Regions from separate parts of the Mus musculus genome. Here all the other regions are linked to region 1. Evidence: chromatin contacts called from public HiChIP or PLAC-seq and promoter capture Hi-C data. All regions are on one chromosome and are shown on one strand. The core of a region is the stretch at or near the end of the contact, and the rest is flanking DNA. Distances in the headings are between cores, read along the strand shown.

Region 1 (4,506 bases), core at 883-3,382:
GCCTTTACCGTGAAACTCTAGCTTTCAGATTCTGTGCTCATAAGAAGCATGGGTCACCAGAAAAGCCTCATAACCTTGTTACCAGCTGCTGATTGCTCACTTGTTTGTTTTTGTATTTGGAGAATAATGGAGAAGGAACATTTGCTGCTTCTCTTCAAGACAGGGTTTCTCTGTGTAGCCCTAGCTGTCTTGGAACTACCGCTCTATAGACCAGGCTGGCTTCAAAATCACTTGCCCCTATCGGAGTATTGGGCCTAAAGGCCACCACTGCCCGGCTTACATTTTGCTTCTTTAAGCTTGGAGTTTCTCTAGGATTCCTAACACATGACCAAGCACATCTGCATGCACCCAGCAGCCTCAGTGGTAGCTTCAGATTAGAAAGACTCTTTAATGGGCATTGTGCGGCCACCCTTGCCAGATTTCCTTTGGATTACATCTCATTCATGGCCACACACCCATTCATGCCCACACACCCATTCATGCCCAGATGTCAAGAGCCAAATACATAAATATACTCTGATCTATCAAGGATAGGATCAGATCACTTCAAATGGACAAATGTACTGGGACTATCAGCAGACATGTTTGTCTATTAAACTGTTCTGGCAAATTCTGGGGAGCCACATAGGACAGTCACCAGAAACACTACACGCTTTAGTCTCCATAGGCTTGGCTTTATAACTGCAAAACCGCTGTTCTACATGCCCTGGTTATCCCAGAACTTGGGAAATAAAGGAACTAAGGATACAAGGTTCAAGACAAGTCTCCACTACTTAGCAAGTTCAAGGCTGCCTAAGGCTACACGAGACAGCTTCAAGAAAACCATTGCCCAAGTAGAAATTATTTGGAAATACTTCCCAACGGTTCCCACTATCCTTCTTTCAATCTGTCTTGTGCTATGAAGGTTTTCCCTCTCTGCGGCTTCTGAGAAAGCATTGGAGGCTCTCTGCATATTCCTCGGAGTACCGTCTCTTTTCCTTGGAGAATCTACGTTCACAGCTGTCTCTGGGCAAATCCATCTGGTGATTATCATCATCAGACTACTCTCACAGCACCCACAAAACATCATTACACTCATAACCTGTCCATTTCTTCATTGACTCCTGGAAGATAAGAACCGAGGGTAGTTCTCTTTGTTTGAAGCTCTTAATGCAATGTCACAGTAGCTGCTCAAGGAATATTTGTAGAACACACCAACACTCTCAGAAGCGTTTCCACAGCCTTATTTACACAGATTGGCCCTGGAGTCAGGGAAGCGATTCTGGGTCACTGTCTAGCCCCTCTTCTAGCTATGCAATGTCCAGCAACGTTCTCAAAGCCTCAGCTTTCTCAACAGTAAAGTGGGGTTTAAAATGGTTACCTACCTCATAAGGTTGTTTTGAAGAAGACGTGAAATCATCGAAGCAAAAATAATTAACACTGTTCAATAAACAAATGATAGCAATTACGTCTCACTCCCATAACTAACCCCTGTTGGTCAGGTTAGTGTCAGGAACCGTGATGTACACAAAAGGAAACTGTGGCAAAGACAGATGGAAGCGGAGGACACAAGGAACTGCCGCGGGCAGGGGCCAGATAGGGGACCTGCATCTGTCTGACCAAGGCCTCGGCTTTCTCCTCAGCCTGTGGACGATCCTGACCGCACTGTGGGGAGTCGTCCCCGACCGTGCTTTTTTCTGGGGTGAAGGTTCTGCGTCTGAAAGGTCCTATTCCCTTGGCAGTGGAGTCCATCAGCACCCCCCACCCCACCCCCGAGCCGAGGAGCTTCCGGGTTTCGGTCGCAGTGCCCAAGCCCGACTCTCCGGGACAGTGATGGTTTAGGGTCAGGTGAAGAAGCGAGGGTCGGGAGGTAGGGGGGTCACAAACCATCCACACCCCTCAAACTTCGGGGCGGGGCAGAGGAGAGGGGGCGGAGCTTGAGGACGCGAGGAGTCATGGGAGATTAAAGGGGGTTTGGATGGTTACTGTGCCTCGATGGGGAAGGAAAGCCTCACCTGACAAAGCCAGGATAAATGTTTTGACTTCGCCAGGACAGTCTTTGTAGTTCTCTTTCCGTAGGGGTCAGGGGAGGGGCTGGCAACTCAGGATTCTGTCCAGGGTCCGATCTCTTCCGGCTTTTCTCGGAAGCTGTTAACATCCAGGACAGGAAGTCCCGCCTCCCCGCCTTGTACTGATGACGCAAAGCTACGTAAGGCGGACTGACGTAAACGTAATCTTTAAATAAAAGGGCCAGGTTGCGCCGCGGCAGAAGGGGAGGAGTCATTGTTGGCGGGATTTCGGACCTCCGGCAGTAAGACCACGCCCATTAGGCGTGGCCTCGGACCTCCTGGAGGTCGGAGGCGGGGCCAAAAGAGAAGAGGCGGGGGAAGGTGTTTGTGGGGGGCGTGGTTTCATGCTTAGACGATTGCCCTGGCAAGCTCTCCTGGTCCACCCGCCGCTAGGTTTCCTTCTTTCCCGCCTGGTTTTTCCTTCCGGTTTGGTTCTCTAGCTCCAGAGCTAATGAGATTCATTACTGCTTCGCCAATGCACACCAGGCTCCAAGGTTGGGAGCGGTAAAGTCTGCTATTTTTGACTTCTAAGACAGTTGTTCCTCGAGGAGATGGGCAAGAATACAAATTAAAGTCTTAAGTACTTGAAGATTTCTACCTCGTATAGCTTTAATAAATGAAGCGGGAAGGCATTTTAAAGAGATACAAATACAGTGCCCTCAGCCGGGCAGTGGTGGCACACGCATTTAATCCCAGCACTTGGGAGGCAGAGGCAGGCTGATTTCTGAGTTCGAGGCCAGCCGGGTCTACAAGTAGTGAGTTCCAGGACAGCCAGGGCTATACAGAGAAACCCTGTCTCGAAAAACAAACAAACAAACAAAAAACAAATAGAGTGCCTTCTTAAGAAAGGATTTTTTTTCTTTTACTTGTTTCTATGTGTATGCCGCGTGTGTGGGTACTTGCAGAGCCCAGAAGAGGGCATTGGATCTCCATGAGCTAGGGTTACAAGAGGTTGTAAATCGCCAGTCTTGAGTGCTGGGGAGAGAACTCAGGTCTTCTGGCAAGAAGAACAAGTGCTCTTAACCATTGAACCATCTCTCCAAGTCTATCACCCTGGATTAGTTTTTCCTTTTTTTTTTTTTTTTTTTGGTTTTGTTTGATTGTTGATTCACTATGTAGAAGAGCAAGCAGCCTTTCTCAACCTTTGAGTCTAACGACTCATTCAGAGGTCGCATATCGGATTTTATATTAGTATTCATAAGAGTAGCAAAATTACAGTTGTGAAGTAGCACCAAAAATAACTTTACAGAGAACCAGTGTAGTGGATGATCTTTCCCATCTGGGCACCACCATGAGATTAACCCAGTGTTTTGATGGTCTTGGTCACTTTAAGAAATGTATTACATTTTATTTATTGATTGAGTATATGTAGATGTGTGCACTACAGCCCAAACGTGGCGGTCAGAGGACAGCTTGTGGGACTTGATTCTCCTTCTACCCTGGGGGTCCCAGGGGTTGAACTGATGTCACCAGCCTTTGTGGCAACTGCCCCTCCCCATACCATCTCACTGGCCCCTCCTTAATCATTTTTCTTTCTTTCTTTCTTTTTCTTTTCTTTTCTTTTCTTTTTTTTTTTTTGGTTTTTTTCGAGACAGGGTTTCTCTGTGTAGCCCTGGTTATCCTGGAACTCACTCTGTATACCAGGCTGGCCTCCAACTCAGAAATCTGCCTGCCTCTGCCTCCCGAGTGCTGGGATTAAAGGCGTGTGCCACCACGCCCGGACATTTTTCATGACACTGTAGATGTTCTCCTTATCTTTCCTAAACTATATATCTTTAAAAGATTTATTTATTTATTTTATATGAGTACACCGTAGCTGTCTTCAGACACCCCAGAAGAGGGCACCAGATTCATATTGCAGATGGTTGTGGGCCACCACGTGGTTGCTGGGATTTGAACTCAGGACTTCTGGAAGAGCAGTCAGTGCTCATAACCACTGAGCCATCTCTCTAGCCCCCTTTCCTAAACTATTGAACTTTGAAACTTAGGTGTTCGTTTGTTTGTTTGTGAGGCAGTTCTCCAAGTAGCCCAGGCTGACTTTGAACTCCTGACCCTCCTGTCTGCCTCTGCTCTGCCTTTTCTGTTTTTGTTTTTTGTTTTTTGAATCAGAAACTCATGAAGTTGGCCAGGTTAGCTTTGAACTCTCAGACTTAGGAAGACAGACCTTAATCTGAGTCTGTATTGGGACTGACTCAGCCTCTGGAGTTAAATGACTCTGTCAAGCTACCTGGCAGCCTCTGCGTGCGTGCATGCCTTTCTCTCTCTCTCTCTCTCTGTGTGTGTGTGTGTGTGTGTGTGTATACCTGTGTATGTAGGTACATATGTATGCAGGCCTAGGGAGTCTTCCTCAATCACTCTCTCCATCATACTTTCTGAGACAATGGCTTTTACTGACCCTGGAGTTGTGTTACACCAGCTGGCCAGGGATCCACCTGCCTTCACCACTTAGCAGTGGCAT
Region 2 (4,506 bases), core at 1,134-3,633, 340 kb before region 1:
AAACTTTGACCACGGCCACAGCTGCAGAGGCTTGTCTCCCCTTCCTGCTTTGGGACTTTGTAGTGCAAAACGTCTCCAGTGTCCAAAGGGTCCCTTCAAAATATCAGAGAATTTTCCATGAAGTGGGACAGGAACACCAAGGTTGGCTGTCACTGGGACAGAAAGAATTGGAATCCTGGGGATGAATGAGGAATGGGGACTTCTGTCCGAGGTTTCCCCAGTTATGCCTCCAAATGCCACCTGTCCTCTTCCCCACAGCCTCTCAGCTGAGTACTTCTTGTCTAAGAGTCTTCCACACTTGCATCCCAGATCACAAGGGCAATGGATTAATATAAGAACTGCTTGTTAAAGAAAGCTGGGAGCCAGGCATGGTGGCGCACGCCTTTAATCCCAGCACTTGGGAGGCAGAGGAAGGCCATTTCTGAGTTCGAGGCCAGCCTGGTCTACAAAGTGAGTTCCAGGACAGCCAGGGCTATACAGAGAAACCCTGTCTCGAAAAAACCAAAATAAATAAATAAATAAATAAAATAAAATAAAGAAAGCTGGGTTTCCGGGTGTGGCAATGCATGCCTTTAATCCCAGCACTTGGGAGGCAAGCAGATCTCAGTGAGTTCGAGGTCAGCATGGTCTACAGAGAGAGTTACAGGACAGCCATGGATGCGACACAGAGAACCCCTATCATGAAAATTCAAAGAAGAAGGAGGAGGAGGGAGAGGAGGAGGATGGAAGGGAAGAAGGAAGGAAGGAAGGAAGAGAGAGAGAGAGAAAGAGAGAAAGAAAGAAGGAAAGAAAGAAAGAAAGAAAGAAAGAAAGAAAGAAAGAAAGAAAGAAAGAAAGAAAGAAAACTGGGATTTAAAGTAGGCCTACATAATTCTGGAAGCCCAAGACCTGCCTTGGACATCATCTAATCTGTATAGGAGACAGAAGCTTTTCATTGGAAGAGAAATGCCATCTCTTCTAGACATACTTAATGTGAAGAGAAAGACATCATAGCCTCTGACCCAGCCAGCCCTCTACCCATTCCTGGCTTCCCAGTGGAGACAGAGAACATGCAGACACATGGGTGTGCATACACACACACACACACACAAACACACACACACACACTTGCATGAGTTTCTAACCTGCAAAGACTCATATACATGGAGTGCAATTGAACTGAACTAACAAACCACCTGCAGTTCTCCCTCACTGGAGATGTGACAGAGCTGACTGGGTGCCATAACTACAATGGGACCTCAGCTCTGCCCCATAAGACCTGCATTGCTGCCTTCCCAAGCATCGTCCCGAGACTGCTGATGTACGCACGCCTCCCCCTGCACACTCCCTAGCACCAGGCTCAAGCACATTTCCCATTGATACTTCATTTGTGTGTGCAACTGACCCAGCCCACACCCAACACGTACGAGCTGCCTAATGCCCAGCGTCCTCAGCGACCAGAGACTGGCGTGCAGTCATTTAAGCTTGACAGATGGCTCCATGCATGGATGCATAAACGGGCGACAAGCATGAACGAGAAGCTTAGCGTGGCTGGGGATAAAGCCAGGGGTGGAGGACTTATCTAGCATGCCCTGGCAATCCAGCCAAACAGCGAGATGCATAGGACAGACTATTCCAATTAGCATATGGGGAAGGGAGAATCAGAGACACGTGGTCTCACAGCTAACCAGTAGAGATGGAACCCTTGCCTGGATTTTTTTGACTTACAGCTTACCAATTTAGAATCAAACCCAGGCCCCTGTTATCCCAGCCTACACCCAAGAGTGCTATGTATGGCCAAGCAGATCATACACTGCACAATCCTCGAATGTACTCCTCCAGCTGGAGCCCCGGTAGATAGCAGTTCCTGGAGCTCTTGCGAGATGTCACCCTCTTGACTGTATGCAGACACCCTGCCTCCAGTCTCTTTCCTGAGCTGCTTTGTGAACACATTTCAAACAGTGGAGATATGAACCCCATACCCCCTTTCTCCACTACCCAGGATGCCAGCCAGAAAGAGCTCTTGAAAGGCAAGAGAGGGTGCTCCAGGAATATACAAAGTCCCTCTCAGGACCAGTAATGTCCCCTGCCTCTCCCAGTAAAAGCTCTTCTGTCAGACCTGGTCACGTCCCGTCCCCCCTACCCCCAGAGGCCTCTGACATTTGCCCACACCTGGCTCTATGATTATAGACATCAGTACTCTGAGATGGGAGGTGTAGATGTCCAGTCTCCTATCTGAGACACAACCACGCGGGGCCTGAGGGCTGGGGCCCACCTCTCCCAACAAAGCCCCCTCCCCCTTCACTCGTGTGCGGGGGCCCTGGCCCCACCCGGGGAACAAGGCTGGGATTAATAAGCGCCCAGCTCCCTCCCCTAATGGGCTCCAGCTGCACAAACATTCCCAGAATTCAGAGCCGGCTCTGTCTGGGGCGGCCCAGGCCTCAGCCCCAGCATTCCTGACCCCCTCCCCCCAAGCCTGGGACAGCTGCTCCGGAACTCAGCAACTGGCTGGGGATCGAATCCCAATTCAGCTTTTCCAGAGGTAGGGGGCACTGAGATGGCTGGGGCTGGGGCTGCTGGCTGGGGGTGGGAGCAAGGAGAAGGGAAGAGAGAAGGAACTTTAAGAGACTCCTCTGATCCTCACGGATCACGGCCCCTCCCCCCCGCACCTCTCCCCTCCTCCAGTGCTGAACGCTCTCTCAGCAGTAGGTATCAGGGGTCTGCACAGTGTTACCTAATTTGTCTCACCAGGCAGTGCCCTTGGCTGGCATGGCCCAGAAGGAGGTAGCAGCCTGTTCTGAGAGGAAAGATAAGCATCTGCCCTTATGTTTAATAAAGAGATCCGGCTGTGTCTTCTCAGACCCTGTGGCCAGGCAGGAACTTGTACAAACAGGTTCTTATCAAGAAGGTGAAAGAGGCCCAGGATGCAGTTGAGTAAAGTGCTTGCCTAACTGAGCAGAGGGCCTGAGTTTGACACTCCCTCCCTCACCCCAAAAAAGGGGGTGTGAAGATGCAGGGGGAGCAGTGAGGTGCATTTGGGGACCCAGGGACAGGAGTCCCAAGGGGACACAGGTATACTGTATTGATAATATAGACCTGTCTTCTTTCCACCTCTCGATCCAGGGCCAGAAGAAGTTGTGCGTGCGCCCTGTACCTGTCGCCCAAAGTTATGCTAGCTGTAGACAATGGTGAGGGTCCATCTAGGGAACTGGGGGACCACATAGGGACTAATGAAAGTATAGGTATGAGTGTGTGTGTGTGTGAGAGAGAGAGAGAGAGAGAGAGAGAGAGAGAGAGAGAGAGACTGCTCAGAAGTGTGTCTATGTTCCTGTTCCTCACACATTCCATAAATGAGTCAAGTACACACTCACCAGGGAAGGCTCCCTGTTGCCTACTGTCCTAGTTAGGGTTTTATTGCTATGAAGAGACACCATGACTACAGCAACTTTTTTTGTTTTGTTTTGTTTTGTTTTTTCGAGACAGGGTTTCTCTGTGTAGCCCTGGCTGTCCTGGAACTCACTTTGTAGACCAGGCTGGCCTTGAACTCAGAAATCTGCCTGCCTCTGCCTCCCAAGTGCTGGGATTAATGGCGTGTGCCACCACGCCCGGCTGACTACAGCAACTCTTCCAAAGGAAAACATTACATTGGGGCTAGCATACAGGTTCAGAGGTTTATTTAGTTCATTATTGTCATGGTGGAGCATGGCAATGGCAACAGGCAGACAGGGTGCTAGAGAAGGAGCTGAAAGCTCTACATCTGGGTGGGCAGGCAGCAGGAAGACAGAATGATAGTGAGCCTGGCTTGAGCTTCTGAACCTTCGAAGCTCACTCCCTATGACACACTTCCTCCAACAAGGCCACATCCCCCAATACTGTGCTTCCTGTGAATCTGTGGAGGCCATTTTCATTCAAACAACCACACCCATTATTACCCCAAGTCCTTGCCACTCTATGCTAAAGGGAAGCTAGGGAAGGAAGAGTGGGAAGAGAAGGATTGGGATGGGGAAGGGGAAGGGACACTGGCAGGAGGTTATGGGATGAAGAGGGTGCCCCTGCCCTGAAGGTCAGAAATGGACCTGACTTCAGCTCAGACAAGACACATCCTCTCCCTGACCTTGGTCTCAGTCTCATTATCTTGAATATGAGAAAGTTGCCAAGAGTCTCTCCTGAGTCCCTCCTTTGACTCCATTGTGACAAGAGTCGAGTTGGGGACATAAGATCCGTCATCTCAGATCTACAAGAAATAGGACTGTGAAGGAGCCTCCAACAAGAACAGTCTACAGGGACTATGTAGAGGGTCCCCAGAGGGACCTGGGAGGGAATTCAGAAAAAGGGGTGAGATCTCTGCCCAGACTGTCTAGAAAGTCTTGTATTCCACAATTCCGGCACAGAAAAAGGTTGGTTCCTTTACCTGGCTGAGCTGGCAGTAGTACTGGGTTATGGGAAGGGAGGGCAGTTGGGTCAAAGAGCCCAAGATCATCGCCTTCTTCTGGCGCATACAACAAGCAAAACCATTCCTCTTAGTGC
Region 3 (4,506 bases), core at 1,157-3,656, 300 kb before region 1:
AAAGAGAAAGGGACTTGGCGAGGACTGGGTAAAATCTAGCTTTTCCTTCCCATTACAAAAATAAAATAATAATAATAAAATAAATTAAACAACTTAGGGGATTTTTATGGGGAGGTTACAAGATTCTTCAGACTCTGAATTTCAGTATATGGGGAATTTGCCTGGTTATAAATGAAACCAGCCAATAAAAGAAACACAAACTGGGGCTGGAGAGATGGCTCAGAGGTTAAGGGCACAGACTGTTCTTCCAGAGGTCCTGAGTTCAATTCTCCAAAGTAGAAAAGACAAGATTCACCATCAACACGCCCTAAAGTTGGGACACCCAACTCTACTCAACCATCATCTCATCATCTTGCTGTGGGTAGACACCTTTCCCTGTATAGGATAGACAGAGAAGGTCTCTGAGGTAGTCTAAACCTTTTTTTTTTTTAAGATTATTTTATTTTATTAAGTATGGAGGTGTTTTGCCCACATCTATGTCTGTGTATTTTATACATGCAGTGCCCATAGAGGCCAAAAGAGGCCATTGGATCCCTGGAACTGGAGTTAAAGACAGTTGTGAGCTGCCAGGTGGTTGCTGGGAATTGAACCTGAGTCCCCTTGGAGAACAACCAGCGTTCTTAACCATTGAGCCAACTCTCTAGCCCCTGGCCTAGAACTCTTGACTAAACAGAGATCTTCCTGTCCCTGCCTCCCAAGTGCTGGGATTAAAGTTGCACACCCACTATGCTCAACCCAAGGCACAGTCCAAATCTTAGTTCATAAAATTATCCAAAAACGAGGACTGCTTAACAAAGCATTCAAAGTAATAACGAGTGGTCCTTCAAGGCCTCACGGATGGAGGAGGTATCAACTGCCCTAGAAATTCAACTGAATCTCTGTAGTGTCTGGAGGGAAAGACAGAGGGAAGAAATAGGTTTTTTTAAATTTAAATCAATCAAGCCAGGTGTGGTGGCGCACGCCTGTAATTCCAGCACTCAGGAGGCAGAGGCAGGCGGGTTTTTGAGTTCGAGGCCACCCTGGTCTACAAAGTGAGTTCCAGGACAGCCAGGGCTACACAGAGAAACTCTGTCTCGAAAAACAAACAACAAAAGAATTTAAATCAATCAATCAATCAATCAAAAGATGCTATCTCAAGAAATTGGCCTCCTGAATTTCTTTTCCCCTGAACTTTTCTCTTTTCTCCTTGGCCCTGGTCTGAATTAGAAATGTTCCTTCAGACCCAGCTTTCAGACCCTACAGGATCCTATATGGAAGTCCCTTCCTGAGTTAAGACTCCTCTTTAAACACAATCTATGTGCTGGGTTGTGGTGACACACACCTTTGATCCCAACACTCAGAAGGCAGAGGCAGGTGGATCTCTTGAGTTAGAGGTCAGCCTGGTCCACAAGTGAGTTTGGGGACAGCCAGGGCTACACAGAGAAACTCACCTTGGGAAGAAAAACAAAACAAAACAAAACAAAGCAACAACAACAACAACAACAACAAAAACCCTATCTCACCCCCACCACCACCTCCCAAAGAATTTTTTTCTTACCTGTCAGCATCACTACACTCCATCTCCAACTGAGACTCCACCGCCTCTCTCAGGTCCCTCAGTCCACCCAGGCTCTCTATTCCGACTTCTGAAGCTCAACTGAGCCTAAACTAGCCAATGTGGTCCTTCCTGGCATAGGTCACTCAGTGACAAAAGGCGACATTAATCTTCTTTCTTAAAGGGTTGAGAAGGTCAGACAAAGTGGTCACTTCATTTGATGGACACCCAACCCTTGCCTGCAATGTTTGTTTTCCCTCCATTGCCTGGGTCAGGAAGACACTGTTGGAGAGGGGATGTTTCCCAGGGAGAGGTGCAGGTACACGGATTTCTACACTCTGAAGTCGCCGGGAAGGGAGGCGTGGGGTTTCAGGTTGCCTTCCCCCAGGGCAAGGTCACCCCAGATAACCCTTGAGGAATTCTTTGGCCTAGGAGTTGCAGGATAGAATAACAAACCCCATTGCTGGGTTAAAGCAAAACTTGGCCAACTTCATTTGGGGGGGACTATGGCTTCTTTGAAACTGGGGCTGAACCAGTCACACTTCCCAGGCAATTCCTCCTGTGCTCAGTCTCCCCGCCCCCAAATGCCCACCTTAGCACACCCAGGAGAGTGAGGGACTCTGGAAAATGCAAAGAACTTAGCCCTGACTATGGCTCCCGTGTCGGGAGGGCCTTAAAGTGCAGGCTGCTGAGGGGGCAAGGGCTGTACTTGGTGCGCGCAGGTCCTAGGGTCCTACTTGTGGTTGGGGGGGTCAGCTAAAGAGAACGAACACCCCTCTTCTCTCCACAGCTGGTGCACCAAGGGTCCTCCTCCCTATCACAGCCCTTCCCTTAGAAAGCCTGCTGAGTCTGGAATGAGAGGAATCTGAACTACAAACCGACCTCTTGGCAGCATCCCCAACTTCTCTCCAGCCACTCCTAGGTTGCCGACTTCCAGGCAAGGCTGAAGGGGCCTAGGTGGGAAGACCCCACACACAGAGAGACACTGAAGAAACGGGGGTGCAGAAGTCAGTCGAGGGCAGAGAGACAGTACACGCGCGTTTTGTAGGTTGGGGCTTGCTCTAAGGTCCAATCGGCCTGGAACTCACAAGTTTTGGCAATCCTCCTGTCTCGGCTTTCCCAAGTCCTGGAATTATAGATGTGAGCCAGCTTGAACAAAGAATTTATATTTTCCAAACCAAAAATCAAAACCATTAACAAGTCAGTGTGCTGGAGTCACAGGATTAGGGATTTGAAACCAAGCCCACTGTAGAATGATTCAAGCTGTCGAGTCTCCAGGGTTGACAAGCAATTAGTATTACATCCTAGGAAGAAAGGACCTGTGTCCCCAGCTCTTGTCTCCCCTCTGCTTGGCTCTTTTCTCCCAAGGGCTAAGCTTGCCTGGTGCTATCTGGGCAGTATCACAGTCTGAGAATGCCCCGTGGAGGCTGAAAGAATCGGGAAAAGTGAAGAATGGTCTTTTTAAAAGATTGATGGCACAGAGCCAGAGGCCACTTCTGCCTGCCACACTTGTGGCAGACCCCAGTGTCCTGCCCACCGTCTCTGTAGCGTCCTCTCTACCCCACCTGAACCGTGTGGAACTTTGATGGTGATTTAGCCAGGGCTATCTGCGCCATGAGATGCCCAGGCAACGTACTAGAAGGGTGACCCTGGGGAAAGGACCAGGCTACAGCAGAGAAGCAGCCAGCCAGCCAGCCAGGAGCAGGAAGCCGCTTGGGGCAAGATGACCTCTTTCCAAGGGCAGTTCTGTCCAGCTTGTATAACATAGCTCCTGCCAAGGGTGGTATAGAAAGGCTCAGAGCCCACAGCAGGCTGGGGAAGGGCATTGAAAAGGGAGCTTAAGGGCTTCCTGCTGCGTGAGATGGATTAGGGGCCTGTGGGGAGCCAGTCTAGCAGGGAGAAAGGCACTGGCCAGATGCCAGAGCCCCTTGGCCAAAGACACTCTGAGACGAAGAATCCCTGGGTATCTGGTGGACTGCAAGTCCGCATCTTCCACCTGGCTGAGGGGCCCAGACAGAGTGACATATGGTGATGAGGAGACGGACCAAAGAGCACCAAAATGGAGGAAGGAAAAGCAGCCCTGCTTGAGTGAACCAGTGGACATCTCATAGGAAAATAAACAACCTCTCCAGTGATTTTTATCCAACTCTCCCCGAGCCCTTGAACTGGGTCTGTTCTTCGGGGCTGGTTCACTGCTGGGCTCTGTTTCTCTAGTCTGCAGGATGGGAGCTCTGAGGCCACCACTGGGAACAGCATAAGTAGTAGAAGCTTGTTTTGTAGTATTTTCTTTCCAGACTGGGTTTCTCTACATAGACCAGGCTGGCCTGAAACTCATTATGTAGACCATGTTGGTATCAGGACCTCCGAAGGTCCAACAGACCAGGTAGGCTTTGAACTCACAAAGCTCCACCATTCCTGGTTATATGTGGTGCTGGAGATCAGACTTGGGACTTTGTGAATGCTAGGCAGGCACTGACCGACTGAGCTATCCCGGCAACCTGTGTATGAGGACAAACCCTTCTATCTTCACAAGAGTCTCTCCATGTAGCCCTGGCCAGCCCGGAACTCATGCGGACCAGGCAGGCCTTGAACTCACAGAGATCCTTCTGTCTCTACCTCCTGAGTTTTGGACTACTGCGGCCAGGATCTTAAACAGTGCATGGTGTAGGCTCTAACAAGCAGACTAAAGCAAGAGAATCAGAAGTTAAAGGCTACATAGTGGGAACTTAACTCAGAACAAAAAACAAACCATCAATCGTATTGGTCCCATAGACCAGAAGCCTCAGTATCACGATTGTTATTATTACCTTTATTTATTTATTTAAAGATTTATTTATTATTATATGTAAGTACACTGTCACTGTCTTCAGACACAACAGAAGAGGGCATCAGATCTCATTATGGATGGTTGTGAGCCACCATGTGGTTTCTGGGATTTGAACTCAGGACCTTTGGAAGAGCAGTCAGTGCTG

Evidence for each region. Promoter capture Hi-C pulls out the DNA fragments that hold promoters and counts their contacts. HiChIP or PLAC-seq counts read pairs in DNA pulled down with a chosen protein or histone mark.
Region 2: a promoter capture Hi-C map of embryonic stem cells shows a contact between it and region 1, with 2.2 times the contacts expected there. The contact joins the promoter of 2810433D01Rik here to the promoter of Tmub2 in region 1. A contact is called at or near these places in 4 of 39 promoter capture datasets (the HPC-7 cell line, embryonic stem cells and stem cell-derived epiblast-like cells), 3 of 115 datasets of contacts at active chromatin or transcription factors (bone marrow-derived macrophages, craniofacial prominence and pancreatic cancer cells) and 2 of 9 other capture datasets (embryonic stem cells and liver).
Region 3: a contact with region 1 is called in a FOXA1 HiChIP or PLAC-seq map of pancreatic cancer cells. The contact joins the enhancer-like site here to the promoter of Tmub2 in region 1. A contact is called at or near these places in 2 of 39 promoter capture datasets (embryonic stem cells and second pharyngeal arch cranial neural crest), 1 of 15 datasets of contacts at CTCF or cohesin (the NIH/3T3 cell line), 3 of 484 Hi-C or Micro-C datasets (all in embryonic stem cells), 7 of 115 datasets of contacts at active chromatin or transcription factors (the HPC-7 cell line, acute myeloid leukemia, bone marrow-derived macrophages and 3 more) and 1 of 9 other capture datasets (pancreatic islet).

What each region holds. Positions count from the first base shown.
Region 1 is chr11:102,282,577-102,287,082 of GRCm38.p6, reverse strand. It overlaps Tmub2 (transmembrane and ubiquitin-like domain containing 2), which reads right to left and starts at 2,132. Exons shown (of 4, transcript NM_028076.4): 1 at 1,995-2,132; 2 at 1,365-1,419. The coding sequence starts at 1,399.
Region 2 is chr11:102,622,293-102,626,798 of GRCm38.p6, reverse strand. 2810433D01Rik (RIKEN cDNA 2810433D01 gene) reads left to right here and starts at 2,383. Exons shown (of 4, transcript NR_033474.1): 1 at 2,383-2,521.
Region 3 is chr11:102,580,346-102,584,851 of GRCm38.p6, reverse strand. No RefSeq gene overlaps it. Among named protein-coding and RNA genes, the nearest start is that of Gm11627, 3.5 kb to the right of the region's middle. Within about 2 kb of position 2,406, at least 57 of the 459 cell types and tissues checked have an H3K27ac peak or open chromatin away from gene starts, as enhancers often do. A contact at or near this core is called in the NIH/3T3 cell line, embryonic stem cells and pancreatic cancer cells, where this site is marked.